Regions from separate parts of the Mus musculus genome. Here all the other regions are linked to region 2. A link is a contact called in public ChIA-PET, Hi-C and Micro-C data. All regions are on one chromosome and are shown on one strand. Each heading gives the region's core, a stretch centred on a gene start, on an enhancer-like site or on the middle of the called end of the contact. The rest is flanking DNA. Distances are from core to core; before and after follow the strand shown.

Region 1 (2,700 bases), core at 40-2,539, 190 kb before region 2:
CTAGTATTAAATTAACTTATTTTAGGTGGTTTTTTTTTAGATGAATTCTTACTATGTAGTAGTGTAGTAGCCCTGAATGACCTGAAATTCACTCACCTCAAACTCAGAGATCCTCCTGCCTCTACTTCCCAAGTGTTGGGATTAAAGGTGTATGCCACCTTCCTAAATAGTCTAACATATTAGTCAAGCTTTCAGTACTGTATCAAAATAATGGAGACAGCGTACCTTTGTTACAAAACTGGTTTATTTAGCTCATAGTTCTGAAGGATGAATATTAATAATGGGCAATTCTATTAGTTTGTCCTGTAGTGAGGACATTACAGCATCGTTGGCAAGAATATGTATGAAGAAAAGACCAGACTGCCACACAAGAGTCCAGACAGAAGTGGAGTCCATCATTCCTTTCTAGACCAATACCTCTCAGTTCCCTTAAGCATCTTTAACTAAGTCTACCTCCACAAGGGTCACACTAATGAGCCTTAGAGAGAGCAAGCTAAAGTGCAGCAAACAGACTAACACTGCTTCTTTGAGGCAAACAAAACTGGTGGTCTGCCATACTAATCGCATTTGTGTTCACACTCCAAATCCAGTCTGCATGGCGTAGAAAGTATCCAATTTAAGAATCCACTCTAGCATTTGATGTTGATTTAAAGTCGCATGTTTTCCTGCAGTTACTATTAAGTCTGTGGCGCAGTAACTTATGACTGTTCTTGCCAGATCCCGAGCTTTTTCACCGACGCAGAGAGAAGATCCGTGATGGCCGCAGCCCAGGTTGCAGGCCTAAACTGTCTGAGGCTGATGAATGAAACCACTGCAGGTTGGTGATGGCTACCTTAAAGAGTTAGCATTTTCTATCTACAACTCTTGTATTATTTGTACAAACTCTTGTATTATTTATAATTTGTTGTTTTGGAATACAGAGTTTGAATTCATATTTGAACTTGAAGAGCCGTTACTGCTGTAACTTTTCAGATGAGTCACGAAAATAAAACACTTAAGTAATTTATGAAAAGTTATTGTAGGTTGAATCTATATTTTACCATACTGTATATTAGAGTACCGTGTAAAAATGACTTTTCTTTGTCTTGTTCTCCAAAGCTATACAACATTTAACTTAATATTTGTTCTCACACAGTTGCACTGGCATATGGAATTTATAAGCAGGATCTTCCCTCATTAGATGAGAAACCAAGGAATGTTGTGTTTATCGACATGGGACATTCTGCCTACCAGGTCTCTGTTTGTGCTTTTAACAAAGGAAAACTGAAAGTAAGTAGCTCAGTTACTTTCTATTTATAACTGTGACGAGTGAGAGCACATAGTATATAAAGCCCTTAACAAGTGGACTGAAAGTCTTAGTCTGCCTCTTAAAAGCATAACCATCAAGGCAGGACTGGAGAGATGGCTCAGCAATGAAGAGCACTTGCTACTCTTGCAGAAGATCCAGGTTCAGTTTCTAGCACCCATAGGTGGGCCACAACCACCAGAAACCGGTGGCAGGAGATCTGACCTCGTCTTCTGATTTCTGAGTATAGTAAGTATGCACATGGTGCACAGACATACATGCAGACAAAACATAAATACATCAAAATAAATCTAAACATTCTCATTATATATATTCATATAATATATATAATATATTCATATAATTTTCATATATATACACATACATATTCATATACATGCATACATACATACATACATAATACACATCAACAACAACAAAAAGAATGACCGTCAGCAAGTTTCTTAACTTTGCTCTTACTGATGAAAACCTCCTAGAAGCTGGTTTTGTTTTTTTAATGAACCCTAGCACTCACTTCTCAAGTATGAGTAAAGGAGGGCGTTCCAGGAGCATAGGTGACTCAGTGGCAGCTGCAGCACTATGAAGCCCACAGCAGTGTGATGACTCATAGCAGCTACATCCCTGCAACCTGCTGCTGCAGAGACCTGTGAGCTGCCAGGCCTGTGGGAGAGTCCCCTGGGGTCTCTGTAGCTATGTAGTGCTTGCAATCTGTCTGTCTGTGAGTACTATGTGTCTGTGCTGTTCTGTGTCTGCCATCTGTCCAGATGCATAGCCTTGTGGTACTACCTCCATAGTACTATAATGGAATCCTTAGAATCACAAAATGAAAGGAAATGCCATCGTTGAAATTATAGGTAGTTTTGTATAAGTGGCCGTACGTAATTCTTGGCCTCTAGTCTTGAATTTTAACTTATTAACAAAGGTGGATTTTTCTTTTTTTCTCTCTCTAACTAAATTTAAGTATATTCATCTATACTTTTTCATCAGTGAGTCTTGTTGAAGTCTGATAAATGTAGTGGCCCAACAGCCCTGATTCTCAGTTGAATACACACATCACTACATGGAAGGATGCTTTTGCATTTCATGCTGGGCAGCCCTGTACCCTGTGGATATTCTGTATTCATGGAGTGTGTGTGAGTCTGTTGGAAAATTAGCACCACTTGTTCTTGCATCGTAGTGTGGTGTCCCCTCAAGAAGAAACTACTGAAGAGCCATGCCTGCAGAGTAGTGACTCCCTAATCATGGGATTATGACTGTTTTCTCATTTCTTGGAGAGAAGGGTTAGATATCCTGGAGATCTCTGACTTATGACCTATAGACAGCTGCCCAGCTGCCAGCTCTAGTCTTGTGGGAAGGGTGTTATTTCTTGTGTATTCTTTTGTTCTGTATTGTTA
Region 2 (2,862 bases), core at 39-2,538:
GCCGCATTCGGGAAGACTCCACAGGCCGCGGTCGCCCGCAGCGTTTAGGGAATGCCCGCAAGTGGCCACGTCACTTTCCAGGGTGCCCGCCCCCTAACCTGCCTCGCCCTCTACCCGCCCCGCCCCTCACCCTGACTGGCCCTCGCCCTGGTCCTTGGGCACCTGGCCTACTGAACGCTGATTATCTTGGCTCTTGCCTACATCACGCCCCGCCCACTGGCACGCCTTTCCCCTTGCGCGCCCCGCCTCTTGGACGCCTCCGCCTCCGCACGCCCAGCCCATCGGCCCGCCTCAGCCTATAAACGCCCCGCCTACCTGGCCACCCCGCCCATTGGCCCTCCTCGCCCTCTGTACGCCCCGCCCAGTAGCCTTCCTCGCCCTCTGCACGCCCCGCCCCTGGCTGCCTCGCCCTCTGCATGCCCCGCCCTCAGGGACAGTTACCGGCTCAGGCCGCGCGCGCCTCCGCAGCTCGCCAGAGATCCTTCAGACTGGCTGGAGCGCCGCGTTGTCGCCCGCGCCCGCTGAGGGCTCGCGGCTCGGGCGCGCCCGGCGCGAGTGGCGAGCTCCGGCCGTGCGCTGCGACGAGGCCAGGCGGCGGGCGGTTAGCGCTCCGCTCGGCGGGCGGGGAGGACGGGCACGCCGGGCGCTGCACGCCTCGGCGGGCGGGTTCCGCGTCCCAGGACCGAAGCGGGTCGGTGCCCCCGTGTGGAGAGAGGGGCGGCCGGGCTCCCTGGACCCGGACGGCCCCCGGCTGGGCAGGAGGCTGGGGCCAGGGGCCGGCCATGTCCGCTCGCGCCCCGGTGCCCGCCGCTGCCACCCGGGAGGACCCGCCCGCCGTGGCCGGAGACCGGGACGCGCTGTTGGCAGCGACGAGCCGGCGGGCGGAGCAGCCGGCGCCCGGCGAGCGGGAGGGCAAGGAGGCGAGGGAGGAGCGGGCCGCGGCCGCCACCAGCGCGGGTGCGCGGGGAGAGCCGTCGCCGGCGCTCGTGCTGGGACACAGCGTGCCGCAAGCGGCCGTGCCCGTGAGGCCGCTGGCGCTGCACCTGGCGCACAAGGCGCGTGCGCCCGGGGGTCCCTTCGGCGGGGAGGCTCCGCCGCTGCCGCCGCCGCCTCCGCCGCCGCCACCACCACCGCCGCCGCTGCCGCCGCCAGCACCGCGGGACCCACCGGAGGACGCCCGCGAGGACCCAGCGGCAGCCGGCCCGGAGGACAAGCCGCCGCCGCCGCCGCCAAAGGGGAACCCGTGGACCAAGAAGCTGCCGCAGCACCTGTCCACCGTGGGCACCGGCGTGCCGTCGCCCGCTCAGGACTCCCCGGAGGCCGGTGAGTGCGGTCCGCGGGAGGTGTTTGGTTCCTAGGTGTCATTCACCGTGCCGATTTACATAAATGGACATCTAGGAGAGGGAGCGACAGGAAGAGGTGGGACCTCAGGTTCTCCTTGACGGGTAGGGGCACGACGTGGGTGACTGGGCAGCGGGGCTGTGCTGGGCTCGTGCCTTCACGTGTCGGCGTCCTAGACGCGGTGAATACCGTGGAAAAGTTTCCGGGAACTTGACACAGAGTAGAGGCGAGTCGGGACGAGCGGATTTGTAAGTGGAAGTCCGATTGGGCTGGCTCCTGAAGTGAGGTGGTGAAACGAAAGTCTCGAAAAGCTGCTAGGTAGATGTGGCTGTGAAGGCAGCTGGTATTAGGTGTTTTTGCGGTTGTGTGGTTGTGTTTCAGAATGCCTGACACAGGACAGTTGATTCAGAGTCCGGATCGCACAGCTGGTCCCACGGTAGCCTGCGCGTTAGCAATTGGGTTGTGCCTTTGCGTTCGAATGCTGACCCATGCAATATGGCCCTTGGGGCTTTATTTGGGTTGCAGCAACTGCAGTTAGAAAGTAAAATGAAGACTGGCTTGTATTTGGTGGCGTATGCCGATTGATGTAGAGGATTAGGCGTTCGAAGAGAAGTCAAAAAGAAAAAAGTTAGAATGGAAATGCTGAGTAAAACTCTCCTTTTTCTTTTTTTTTCTTTTTTTAATAAAACTGCACTAAAATAACTGAACTTTTCTGTGGGAATTGCGGCTGTTTTGTTGGCAAGTTTTCGCTGGTCTGGGGAGAGTTGGTGGAACAGCCGAAGTTTGAGCATGTTTATGGGGTTGTGAGGGTCAAATGCGGTGAAGGGATCCTGTACAATTGTGATTGTTTTATCTCTCCTGTAGGGGGAGATAAATGTTGAACCAATTTAGTTTCTTAGGTTTTGCACGCAGAACCAATTTAGTTTCTTAGGTTTTGCACGCAGAAATGCTCACTAACTTATTTGCTTTTGTTATTTTGCTTGCTTTTTGAAACACTATCTACTTGTGTAGCCCAGGGGGTTGTGGAATTCTTGATCCTCACGTCACTGTCTTCTTCAAGATACTGGGATTATAGACATTCTGCTCTCCTTATTAATTCTTACTAAATTTTGACACCTTAAGGAAAAACAAAACAAAAGCACTGAGTTTTGCTCTCCATCTTGTATTAGTACAATTCTGGCCTGCTGAAAAGAGCAGTTTACTACCATTGCTAAATAAGTGAAGAGAACATGGTATATCAAGTCTTCTTAAAATTTCGTAGAGAAACCTGTTGATCACTCTGTTACCCCTCCATATCTAGATTTACACAGAGTACTAGGCATTATAATATTTATTGAACTATGAAATATTAATCGAGTTTTTTGTGTGTTTGTTTTTGTTTTGTTTGTTTGTTTGTTTTGTTTGCTTTTCGGTTTTTGGAGACAGGGTTTCTCTTTACAGCCTTGGCTGTCCTGGAACTCACTTTGTAGACCAGGCTGTCCTCGAACTCAGAAATCCACCTGCCTCTGCCTCCCGGGTGCT
Region 3 (3,012 bases), core at 508-3,007, 230 kb after region 2:
GGTTACCATTTAATGACTTCAGGTTTAGGGAAGAGAGGAGTCCTAGGAAGCTCACAGTGACAGACCTCTGATAGCAAGCTCACACATATACTACCCTATCCTCCTCTACTCAGATAAACGTCTTAAAATTGGCATTTTAACAGAGAAACTGGTGCTCATGGAGGCACGACTATTAACTGACAAGCATAGAATTTCAACCCTTCAGTGGCTGACTCCACGGCTAGCACTGTTATTTGTAGCCGCCTTCTCTCTGGTAGACTTTGCCAGGATGGTGCCTGGAGTCAGGCAGGCTTATCGCCGCCAGAGAGCCTCAAAGGCACAGTCCAAAATTAGGAATGATGAGGACCGAGTTGTCTGTCATCTGGAGGTGACTGCAGCCATTTCCCTGGCCACTGTCAGCCCCTGGCAAGTACCTCCCAGACACAGGTGCTGGGTTGACACCCTGGGCTCAGCCAGATCTCATGGACAGAGCGACTCTTGGCTCTCCTCAGGTGGAATCCAGTGAGGGACCAGGCTGCCCAGTGATGAGTGATTCAGCCAACCATCTCTTCGCTTGTGTGTTGCTGCTGTCTTCCAGCTCAGATGTATTACATCGTTGGCAGATGTACTTCATAGTCTCTGTTATTTCTTCATTCAGGAAGGAATGTCACAAGCTTCAGTTAGAGGCAGAATCAAGATGTCTCAAAATGCAAGCTTCCTTTGGACACTGCTGGCTGGTTTGTTTACGTTTTCATACAGTAAGCAGCTGCTGCAAACAGCTCTTGATGCTTTTCCTTGTGCTTTTTTCTACCCGCTCTCCCGAAGCCCCCCATCATACCCTCAGACGTCCTCTCTTTCTGCTTCCTCTCGATACATCCTGCATCCCTGACAGCCTCCGACAACTGCTGCTGAGTGATTGTGTCAGCCCCATAACACAGGTGCCTGTGCTGAGTGGATTCTTTCATGGCTTCTTGGGTCAGGATGTGCAGGAAATGCTGAATATACCACAAGGAGGAGATTTGCCTGGGCTCCTTGTGTCCATGCTTCCAGCCAACATTCCCGGATTCCCGTGGATCACGCTCCAACCCAGGCCCGAATACAAATCGTGCTGCCATGTTCTTCAAGAGGTGTCAGCATTCATGAAAACTGAATATGAGTGAGTTACTCTTATTTTTATAATTTCATTTAAATAATATAGTTTATTATCATAAATTTACATGTTATTCTATTGCAAATTAAGCCATACCAGGCTTAGCTCCAAGCACAAAGTTTACCCCTTATGAATATTATTTTCACAGAGACTCTTAGGAAGGACATAGATTATATTTAAATATTTTAAGAACTCGTTTATTTTCAGAGACTTAGGGAGTGTGATTATTTGTCCTGCTCCCAAGATCCTACAAAAAATAAAAAAGCGGGGCACAGCTGGGCGGGTTGGGATAGCACCGCTAGTTTGCTTCTCAGCCATATGTGTGCTGAGTGCTTCTCTGCTGTGTCTTCCCCGTGCTAGAGTTTCAGGGACTTAGAGCGAAGCCTGGCTTCAGAACCGGTCACGTGATAGCACAGATGAGAACGGTGACAGCTGTTCAGATACATGACCCCCAAACCAAAAGACACAAGGAAGAGTGGGACTGACCTGCCACTTCAAGCAAAGCAAAATCCTCTCCGCTCCTGGCTACTCTGAGACTTTGGCCACCAACCTGGAGCCATGGTCCACTAACTGTAGTAGAACTGGGGCTCTTGCAGTTGCCACTACTCAGAGGGCCACCAGAGGGCGCTTTCCTCCTTTCAGGTTCTGCCTTACTGAACACCGCTCCTTTTGATGGATAGCACTGAGTTTCTCAGGAGCTGGGGAATTCAGCTGATGCAGCTGTGGTAGACAGCTTGGGCACGAGAAAACGTCAGTAATTTTATGTGTGTTTCTGTGTATAGTTCTTCACTTCTGTCTCCTCTGGTGAACTGTGCACTTAAGAACCAGGTCTTGTCTGTGTTTATCTCTCTCATCTGTGGCTAGCCCGGAGTCTGATGTTTAAGAGGTTTTAATAAATACTACAGAGTGTGAAGAGCTGATCTTGATACAGGTTTTAGGTTTCTGCCTCTCTGAGCCATCTGAGGTCAGCTTGACCTGGGATCCTTATTCAGTAGGTCTGGGATGGGGGTGCAAACACATCTTTGGAAAGCTCTGTGCTCCTAGCTAGCTCTTCCTGCCCCACATGTGGGCTCCTTGGCTTACTGCCCTGGCTATGGGCTGCTGAGTATGAGAAATGAATCCCTGATCCTTGGGTTTGCCCCCGAGCCCCTTCAGCATGACCCCGTCTGCCCTCCCACAGGCCTTTCTGTTCCTCTTCCCATGAGCACCTTTCCCTGCCAGAGATGACATCACCTGCCAGCTGTGGGAGACCAGCCGGGAAGACCCGGGGCTCTTGGTACCACCCACAGGGGCAGCTGCTTCTGCAAGCTGGAACTCACCAGCTCTCGTTCTGCTTCAACCAACACTTAGACTGCATGGATGCTAGAACAGAGGGCATCCCAAAGCTAAGGGGGGCGGGGGTCTCTTCTCTTATAATGAAGGCTTATACTTTTGCTTCCTCAGAGTTCCGTTTTCCAAGGTTTTGAATGGGAAATGTGTGTACACGAGAAGGTTGAGGAGAGGAACTATGGATGGGGGAGATTCCTCATGTTATGTGGGTTGGCACTGCGTGAGGAATGCAGAGAGTTTCAGTCTTTTGGGTCAGGTGGTGCTGCATAAATCCCAGTGTGAGCTTCATGGGTGTGGATGGGCAAGTCAGCTAACACTCCGAACCTCAAGCACCTCACTGGTCAAACTGGACAGTAGTGTCCCTGTTTAGCTTACATGCAGACTTGGCTTTAGATGCAAAACTGTCAATGTCAGTCACTCTAAGTCACAGCACGCGAGGCTTGCTCTTGGAACTGTTACAGGATGCTTCGTTCATTGTCCCTGTGTCCTCTTCTCATTTGGCCATCGTAAAGGAAAACAGTCATTTTTTTTTTTTGTTCCTGCACTTTCATCTC
Region 4 (2,754 bases), core at 217-2,716, 210 kb after region 2:
CTCTGGGTAGATCTGTCAGTTAGGGCTCTGTGCTCTCATCCAGATGTGGAGGGCCCTTGCAAACAACAGGGCTGCCGGAGGAACAGTATAAATGAGGCAAGGAGAAAATCCAGCTCAGTGTGACTCCATAGAGGAATTGATTCAAACCTCTAGAGTCTGTGTGCTGATTTGAATGAAAATGGTCCCATAGATACCTCAGGAATGGCACTATTGGGGGTGAGGTCTTATTGGAGTAGGTGTGGCCTTGTTAGAGGACATGTGTCACTGGAGGTGGGTTTTGGGGTATAAAGATCTCAAGCTAGGCCCAGCCTCTCTCTCTCTCTTCCTGCTGCCTTTGGTTCTAGATGTAAAACTCTCAGCTCCTTCTCCAGCAGCTTATCTGCCTTTGTGCCACCATGCTTCCTGCCATGATAATAATGGACTAAACCTCTGAACTGGAAGCCAGCCTCAATTAGATGTTTTCCTTTATAAGAGTTGCCATGGTCATGGTGTCTCTTCACAGCAACAAAACCCTAACTACGACAGTCTGACACAAGGTAGATTATTTTAGACATAATTTAGTTTGTTTTCAAGACAGGGTCTCACTATATAGTTCTGTTTGTCTTAAACCTCACTTTGCAAACCAGAATGGTCTTAAACTAACAGAGATTTGCCTGCTTCTGTCTCCCAAATGCTGAGATTAAAGGCATGTACCACCACACCTGACATTAGGCATATGTAAGTACAGTACAATGTGGCAAAAAGTTTCCTGGTAACAATTAACTCAATCTTTTGTGCACAATAAAGCTTAAAGTACGACTACATCAAAACTCTTTTCTAAAGTACAATTGACTTCTTCCACAAAGATGAGTTCTATAGCTTCAGGCTTAGGGGAGGATCTTGTGTGGTTTCTGTCATACAGACATAGTCCAGAGGTCACCAGGCTATAAAGTATGTGTGGCATCTCCCGTAAAGATGAGTTCTATTGATGGAGAAACAATGCTAAAGATAAAGGTCTAGAGAGGAGGTCTGGGCTAAACATAAGAGTCTGAGGGAGTCAGGTCTTGCCTGACCCTGCAGATAGCACAGGTCACTAGGCTATCAACAACTTTCAGCTCTAGCCTTCTGGGAGGAAAATAGGTTATACATTCCTTTTGTTGAAGAGCCGACCCCACATGTTTGACATTCCGGGTTTCCTTAGTGCTTATCTCTGACACAAGGACCTTTGTGCTCCCAACATCCAGACAGTTGGGGCCTCTGTGTCGTCATTCAGGCAATTGGGGTTCTATGTTCTCATCCAGGCAGTCAGGGATGGAGAGGTGGACAGAGGCCTCCCATTAGCTGCTGAGGGTGATGGGCAGAGGTACGACTCCCCAAAGATGCTAGGCACTGATCTTCAGAGCCTGTGAAAATGTTAAGTCATGTGATAAGAAAGAACTGTGGTTGAGGTCGATCTATGCTGTTGACAGTTGACTTTGAGTTGGGCAGATGGTCCAGGATTATCTGGGTGAACACAGTATAAACATGAGGTCCTTAGAGGAAGGGAGGAAGTATCAGTGTACAGTGACTTGGAAAACATTTGGCTGGCTATCGGTAGATTTGAAGTTGGAAGAGGTTGATGAGTCACAGGAGAACAGCCCTAGGAAGCTGAAGAAGACTAGATTTTAAATTCACCAGAGTCTTCAGAGAGATAGACTTGCCATAGTCCATGGAGCACAGTGTCTGAGTTCTGGCTTCCTTAACTGTCAAATAACAGATATTTTGTGGATTTCAGGCATGGAATACATTTTTATTTGTTATAGCTGATATAGTAAACAATTCACACAGCCTTATTTATATTCCTATATGACCCTGTGGTTGGAGCGCATCTGAAATACCTGTCTGTATACACCCCTTGCTCTTCTGTCTCATTACATCAGTTTTCTCCCTGTGTCCAAGTGTTCATACATTCTACACTCCACCCCCCCCCACGCACACCCACCCACTAGTTATCATCCCATCCATGGGATTCTCCAATTGGGAAAGAATATGTCCCTCTTGGTATAATGAATATGGGTGGACAATGTCCCTTTTCCCTAGGAACTGCTAGACCTGATCCTTTGATGAGCAGGTGTTAGGAGATTTCTGTCAACATGGTTTACAGTGCCAGACTGACCCTGAAGTCATGAGGACAAACAAAGGATTTACCTTATGAGCATGCACATCGGCGACTTTAGGGACACACATGTGGTAGCAGTTACAAAGAAGCATGATGTAGGGGATGAAGAGAAAGAATGCCTGGATGCCTAAGGGTGAGTGTGAGGCCCAAGATTGGGACTGGGGTGAAGCTGTTCAGTTCAAGGGACGGCGTGAACTCATGAAAGATGAGTTGACTAGGGAGCCGAAGAATGGGACGGGCTCTTTCTGGTAGAGAACAGCTAGTTCAATCCTAATGCCATCACCGGAGAGATCAGAGAGGGAAAGCAGATACATTTCATACCAGGCTGCAAGCTGTTTAGCATGATAATAGGGGTATCAGCTATCATGGAGAGAGAAGGGCAAACTAGGGAGGACCAGTAAGCAGAAGCCAGCTGTCAAATCGCTAGACAGGTCCCACTAAGTGGGTCTTCGTTCCCAAGGAGCCACTCACCCATTTAAGGAGAGGAATGGTATTCATTTTAGGAAGGTCCCTCTGCTTGCCACAGGGAGGTTCAGTGTGGAAAGATTAAAGTCAAAGGTGGAAGGGAATAGGTAAGAGCCCGTTGTCTGGGGGAATTGGTGGAGCCTGAACTAAGG

Evidence for each region. A called contact is a pair of places that touch in the nucleus more often than the background predicts. ChIA-PET counts read pairs in DNA pulled down with a chosen protein or histone mark.
Region 1: a contact with region 2 is called in an RNA polymerase II ChIA-PET map of effector CD8 T cells, with 41 read pairs. The contact joins the enhancer-like site here to the promoter of Larp1b in region 2. A contact is called at or near these places in 3 of 39 promoter capture datasets (fetal liver, hematopoietic stem and progenitor cells and neutrophils), 5 of 484 Hi-C or Micro-C datasets (the HL-1 cell line, Th1 cells, Th17 cells and 2 more), 1 of 115 datasets of contacts at active chromatin or transcription factors (effector CD8 T cells) and 2 of 9 other capture datasets (adipose tissue and liver).
Region 3: a Micro-C map of the HL-1 cell line shows a contact between it and region 2, with 7 times the contacts expected there. The contact joins the enhancer-like site here to the promoter of Larp1b in region 2. A contact is called at or near these places in 8 of 484 Hi-C or Micro-C datasets (the G1E-ER4 cell line, the HL-1 cell line, cardiomyocytes and 5 more), 1 of 115 datasets of contacts at active chromatin or transcription factors (stem cell-derived neural progenitor cells) and 1 of 9 other capture datasets (adipose tissue).
Region 4: a contact with region 2 is called in a Hi-C map of the G1E-ER4 cell line, with 2.8 times the contacts expected there. The contact joins the enhancer-like site here to the promoter of Larp1b in region 2. A contact is called at or near these places in 2 of 39 promoter capture datasets (liver and stem cell-derived epiblast-like cells), 19 of 484 Hi-C or Micro-C datasets (DN3 thymocytes, the G1E-ER4 cell line, Sertoli cells and 8 more), 3 of 115 datasets of contacts at active chromatin or transcription factors (embryonic stem cells and stem cell-derived neural progenitor cells) and 3 of 9 other capture datasets (adipose tissue, embryonic stem cells and pancreatic islet).

Annotation. Positions count from the first base shown.
Region 1 is chr3:40,759,647-40,762,346 of GRCm38.p6, forward strand. Hspa4l (heat shock protein 4 like) reads left to right here. Exons shown (of 19, transcript NM_011020.3): 5 at 718-817; 6 at 1,136-1,269. Among named protein-coding and RNA genes, the nearest start is that of Hspa4l, 15 kb to the left of the region's middle. Within about 2 kb of position 1,290, at least 39 of the 459 cell types and tissues checked have an H3K27ac peak or open chromatin away from gene starts, as enhancers often do. A contact at or near this core is called in Th1 cells and effector CD8 T cells, where this site is marked.
Region 2 is chr3:40,949,362-40,952,223 of GRCm38.p6, forward strand. It overlaps Larp1b (La ribonucleoprotein domain family, member 1B), which reads left to right and starts at 1,289. Exons shown (of 10, transcript NM_001040399.2): 1 at 1,289-1,323.
Region 3 is chr3:41,180,729-41,183,740 of GRCm38.p6, forward strand. No RefSeq gene overlaps it. Among named protein-coding and RNA genes, the nearest start is that of Gm40038, 8.8 kb to the left of the region's middle. Within about 2 kb of position 1,758, at least 68 of the 459 cell types and tissues checked have an H3K27ac peak or open chromatin away from gene starts, as enhancers often do. A contact at or near this core is called in the HL-1 cell line, cortical neurons, embryonic fibroblasts and 2 more, where this site is marked.
Region 4 is chr3:41,162,500-41,165,253 of GRCm38.p6, forward strand. The region is part of intron 2 of Gm40038 (a long non-coding RNA gene); the gene reads right to left. Among named protein-coding and RNA genes, the nearest start is that of Gm40038, 9.6 kb to the right of the region's middle. Within about 2 kb of position 1,467, at least 14 of the 459 cell types and tissues checked have an H3K27ac peak or open chromatin away from gene starts, as enhancers often do. A contact at or near this core is called in the G1E-ER4 cell line, where this site is marked.